2 separate regions of the Sus scrofa genome follow, and region 1 is linked to region 2. Evidence: chromatin contacts called from public HiChIP or PLAC-seq data. All regions are on one chromosome and are shown on one strand. Each heading gives the region's core, a stretch centred on a gene start, on an enhancer-like site or on the middle of the called end of the contact. The rest is flanking DNA. Distances are from core to core; before and after follow the strand shown.

What was found. HiChIP or PLAC-seq counts read pairs in DNA pulled down with a chosen protein or histone mark.
Region 1: an H3K27ac HiChIP or PLAC-seq map of skeletal muscle shows a contact between it and region 2, with 6 times the contacts expected there. The contact joins the promoter of PLOD2 here to the promoter of C13H3orf58 in region 2. A contact is called at or near these places in 1 of 5 promoter capture datasets (fetal skeletal muscle), 1 of 47 Hi-C or Micro-C datasets (embryonic fibroblasts) and 1 of 2 datasets of contacts at active chromatin or transcription factors (skeletal muscle).

Annotation. Positions count from the first base shown.
Region 1 is chr13:86,511,878-86,514,577 of Sscrofa11.1, reverse strand. PLOD2 (procollagen-lysine,2-oxoglutarate 5-dioxygenase 2) reads left to right here and starts at 1,411. Exons shown (of 19, transcript XM_021069587.1): 1 at 1,411-2,059. The coding sequence starts at 1,945.
Region 2 is chr13:84,633,268-84,635,967 of Sscrofa11.1, reverse strand. It overlaps C13H3orf58 (deleted in autism protein 1), which reads right to left and starts at 1,252. Exons shown (of 3, transcript XM_013982111.2): 1 at 336-1,252. The coding sequence starts at 992. All of the region lies in intron 1 of SLC9A9 (sodium/hydrogen exchanger 9), which reads left to right.

The DNA of each region.
Region 1 (2,700 bases), core at 162-2,661, 1.9 Mb before region 2:
CCTTATGGAGTGGCACTGGCTAGACACTGAAGGATGTTATTAAGGAATCCCTTCCTTAGCCTTTTCTTCTTCAGGCTAAATAAACCTTATTTCATTCTTACAGGGCATACTTTCCATTTCTTTAATTATTTGTTGCTCTTCTCTGAACTCTCTCCAATTTCCCTCTTAAAACACTGAGACCAAACCTTCCAAACACAGTAACAACAGGCTTAATTCTGGACAGGAGATGATTGTTTTTCCAAAATGTCACACCCAGGCAACATTTCTTTCTTTTTTATTTTTATTTATTTATTTTTTATTTTTTTAGGGTCGCTCTTGTGGCATATGAAGTTCTCAGGTTAGGGGTAGAATCAGAGCTGCAGCTGCCAGCTTACACTACAGCAAAGTGGGATCTGAGCTGCATCTATGACCTGTGAGGCAGCACTTGATCCTTAACCCACTGAGTGAGGCCACAGATTGAACCTGAATCCTCAGGGACACTCTGTCGGTTTTCTTAACCTGCTGAGCTACAGTGGGAAATCCCAGGCAGCATTTCTTTGCAGACTTCTCCACCTGTTTTTTAATGTGTGTATGACCACTAGGTACTCATTTAGATATGCTAGTTTCAGACAAAATGTGATCATACGGGAACACCTTTTCCAATAATTTTCTTTTTTAACTTCAAAGGCTGAGTTGGAAAGTATATTGGCTCAAATCGTTTTTTTCCCCCTCCATTTCGGAAAGATAAAGGTAGAAGATGATAGAATATTGCCATACCTCAGTCTGATTCTTTTTCTCTCTTATGTCATGAAATATATGAAGAAAGGTTTTTGTTAGGTTTTTGCCTTAATTTGTGCTTTTGCCCCCCGCTCACCCCGACAGATTCAGCACTGGGCTAGCTAAAATGGGATGAGAAATAACACATTTAAAAGAATTTACTTAGACATGAGTCAAAACTGGAAGCAGGCGAGGACGCGCCAGGGAGCTGAGATGCCTCTGACAACATCTCTGGGAGTAATTTTCCATGTGGACTGAAGGAAGTTCTTGTAAGGCACAGCCCCAGGCTACACATGCTGGACTCCGATTCCGCAGGATTTACAAGCCATTACTGGAGAGAGTCTAGGACGCTACTGGCACAGGCAGCGGAGGAAGAAATGTTCAATGGACAATAAAAACTTTCGGTTTACAGAGTAAAATAAGAACAGAGCCTCCCTTTCACAGGGTTTGGAAACTTGCCCCTGAGTTAACAAGGTGGGTTGGGAGTAGGGAGGTTCCATTTCCCTAGTTCCTTCTCTGGTGGGGTCCCATTCCAAGATTGCGGCGGATCTACAGTCACTTCGGCACTGAGGGGTGGATCTTAATCCAAAGAAGGGCAGATCTGCACCCTCTGAAGCTACTGGGTAGCTCCGCGTGCTGGGAGAGTCTGGAGAAGGGAGCGCGGAGCGCCGCCCGGCGACCAGACTCCCGGCGTCTCCTCCCCCTGTCCCAGGCCCACTCCCAAACTTAAGTACACACTTCCCGGTTCCAACCCGAATCTCTGCGTGAGGCTCCACACGTAGCAGCCGACGGCTCTTTAAATAGGTCGGCCTTGTGCAAACAATCCCAGACGCTGGGCTGGGGAAGGCGAGCGGAGGCAACCGCACGGTGCACGCAGAGGCGCGGCGGGTCAGCCGGCGGCCAATAGCCGGGGCGCGGCCCGCCCCGACACCACCCCCTCGGGGAGCCTATAAGTTGTCCGCGGCGCCCTGGGCGTCCGCCGCTCTGCGCCTCCCAGACCATTTACTTTCCACCGCCTTCCGCGCCACTCCTACTGCGGGCAGCGGGACCTCAGCACGCACTCAGCCTGCCAGCTCCCGCCCGCACTCGTCTGCCAGTGCGGACCAGGGGTCCCGGCTCTCGCGAGAAGTGGATCGCTGCGAGGCGGTGCGGGTGCTGGAGCCCGCGCGGGCCCTGGAGGGGCCGAAGATGGGGTGGTGCACTATAAGGCCGCAGCAGCTGCTGCTGCTCGTGGTGCTGGTGCTCCAGCCCTGGAATTCCTGCCTGGGTGCAGACTCCGAAAAGCCCTCCATCATCCCCACAGGTGAGCAGTCCCGCCGGCCGTCTTGTCCGTGAGGCTCGGAGGGATGGGTGGTTCATTCATCCACCCGCCCTTCGCGTGGGGGCTGCCAGGTGAATAGATGGAGGTGGGCCCGCCCTCCCAGGCCCGCAGAGGCGAGTTGGTGGGAGCCTGACCTTCCATAGGACACCGAGGTGAGTGGGGTGGGTGTCCATCCTCCTTAGGACCGCCGAGGTCTTACCCAGAACTGCGCTCGGGCTGTACTGGTCCGAGGGGAAGTGTGGGAGCATCCTCCCTGATAAGCTCTTGCAGTTCTCATTACCCCGAGAGCATACAAAGTTTTCTTTGCAGAAGCGGGGTTTCCTTTGGGTCTTGCAGGTCGTTGGGTACCAACACATTTCCTGCAACTTGCCTTTCTCCTCCTTTGCGGGGGTTGGCATGACTTATCCCTGTTGGACAAGGCAGTACTCCCACTGTGACCTAAACACCGGGCTCAGTGTACTTTCTGATTGATGGTGACACATTCCTTCCAGCGCCCTAGGAAGCAGCCGGTAACACCTACCTCCTGCCAAAAACAACGCTCAAAACCTTGGTTGTTTTCAGTAAGCCAGCTTGGCTACCCAGTACCTCCTGCAGCTTTCCTCCTTGGGGCTTTGGAGGGGAAG
Region 2 (2,700 bases), core at 3-2,502:
AAGGAGGAGAGCCGAAGGAAACTCGCCGGAGAGACATTTTGGGAGCGTACCAGACCAAACGCGCTCCCTCTGGCGTTGAAAGATCCGCAATCAGAACCGAGATGCGCCCGCGTCTAGGTGACAAGAGCAAGCCTCGCCACCAGCTGGGTCGCCCTCCACGATCCCGCACCGCGCCCGGGGGTCCCCAGCGCCGTTCCTTTCCCAAGCCCGCCGCCTGGCCCCCCGGGGGCCAGGTCCTGACAGGAGGACCGGTGCGGGCGGGGCCGCTGCTCCCGACTCCCGTAACCTGGGTGGCCCTCCGGGCAGGATGCCCCCCTCCGGGGTTTCGTGCCTACCTGTAGCACCAGCGGCTCGGGGTTGAAGGCCAGGGTCAACAGCAGCTGCATACGCTCCGAGTCCTTGAGGTTGCGAAGCAGGAAACTGCCCGAGTCCTTGGTCTCGGCGTATCGGCGCACCAGGCGGTCGAGCAGACGCTGCGAGGGGCAGTGCACCAGGTCGGACCAGCCCTCCACCGCCTCGGGCGTGAGCAGCCGCACGTCGCCGTTGAGGCGCGCGAACTCGGTGCGGGGCATGGCCTGGAGCAGGTCGCAGCGGGGCCGGCCGGTGGCCCGCTTGCAGATGCTCTGGTCGAGCTGCGCCAGCTCGCGCTGCGAGCCAAGGCGCTTGAGCACCACTCGGCGGCGGCCGCCCTCGCGGGGCTCGCCGTACTGCGCGAAGTAGACGTTCTTCACGTTAAGGAAGTCCAGCAGGCGCAGGCGGCCCCACGCCTCGAACACCACCTGCCCGTTGAGGAAGCGGCGGCACCAGCTCGTACCGAAGCACGCCGGGCACTTATTGAGCTGGAGGAAGCGCCGGTCGGCCAGTTCGTTCCGCTGCCAGGAGGCGAGCAGCGACGGCGAGTGCAGCACCATCAGCACCAACAGGCTGCCCAGCGCCGCCAGCTTCAGCGAGCGGGACAGGCGGCCCAGCTTCGGGGGCACCAGGCGCCACATCCCGCCCGCCGCCCGTCCCCCGCACCCGGAGGGCGAGGGCACCCCCGGGGCGCCCCCGCCGCGCCGAAACCCGGGGAGCGACCGGCAGGGGGCCCCCGGGCGAGTGAAGGAGCGAGGGCGCGGGCTGGGGCGGGAAGCGGAGTAGGTGTGTAAGAGAGACGGGGAGCTGGAAGGAACCGACCGGAGCAGGCTGCGACTTCTCCCAGTCACTAGTCTCCACAACTCTCGAGCTCCCTCCTCCGAGCTCCCCGCCCTCCGACTCCGGCAGCGCCTCCTCCTAGCCAGTCAAGTTATACAGCAGCGGGAGGCGGAGGGAGCGCGGGGACCCAACGCCCGCGCGCCCGCGTCCGCCCGTGTGCGCGCACGCGTATAGCTAGCTTGGGGCGCGAGAGCTGCGGCGGCGGCGTCCGCCTCCTGAGCGAGCGGGGTGTCTGAGAAGAGGGAAGCAGGGACTCACGGAAGGGGAAGAGAAGCTGGAATGTCAAACATCGAAAAGTAGCAACTGTGTAGGAAGGTGGGAAGGATGAGGTGCTCGCGCGTCCCTGACGCCACACGCCCCAGTTCTTGCGCGCCGACTCCCCGGAGGGAGGGCGAGGGGGCTGGGGGCGGGGCTGGAGGGGCGGAGCGAGCGTGTGGCGTACCGCCCGGAAAGCGTAATCGCGGGCTCTTGGGGGTGGCTTTGGGGGCCCACTCCGAGGGGCGGGGCTCGAGCTTCTAGAGGCAGGGTAAACTCGCGAGCTCCTGTGGAGAAATGACTTTTAGTAATAGTTGCTTTTTTATGATCGTTGACTTTGTTGGGGGCTGTCTTTTGTCATTGTGGAAAGCGTCTTCTAAGTCGGAAAAAAAAAAACTGCGGAACCCTAGTGCAATCCTTCGCCTCCGCAGGGCACCCGCAAGGCGCCCGCAGGGTGTAGGCGGAGTGGGCGGGGCGTCGTGTTCACTGCGCCTTATAGGGGTGGGGCGCGCGCCTGGGGGCGGGATGAGGCGAGGCCAGGGAGGGATTTCTTGTCTTTGGGCCCGCGCGCCTCCGCTTGGGGGCGGGCCTGCAGAGAGGAGGTGGAAGGGCGCGAGGTGTGGCTGGATTGTTTGAGGGGAGATGCTTCACCTTTGGCGTCAGCTACTTCTGTGGAGGCATTTTAAAGTATCCTGAGTGGGCACGGAGAAAACGAAGTCCGCCACACACCATGATAAAAAGGGGAAAGTAGGCTGAAGAGGGAACTGACGCGGCCTGGTGTCACTTTGAGTTGTGCCAAACACTGCCTAGATGAGGAAACGAGCGGTTGGCTAGTCTTTCCCAGCCCGGCGCCGAAGCCTTTTTTTTTTTTTTTCTTCTTCCCCAAGGATGTTGGCGTCCTCGCGCCTGCCTACCGTGAGGGTCTCCGGCGTGCGGCTATGCGCCCCGCCCTTCCCCCCACGCTCGGGCCTGCCCCGCGGGCCACGCCGCGTCGCTGTGGCGGTACCCTTGGGGACCCGGGGCAGCCTGTGCTCCACACCGGCACCTTGGCTCAAGTTCGCGCCACGACTACAAAAATAGCTCGGAAATGCGGAACTACAGCGCCTCGTTTTGGTAGAAGTTTTAGGGGACCCAGACTCCACAGTAGCTGGGACATGTAATTTTAATGCTGTTTAGTTTTTGCGCTGGAATAATTAAAATGAGTAGTTTTTCTGTTGGATAAGTGATTCCTGATACAGTATTAAATATCTGAGT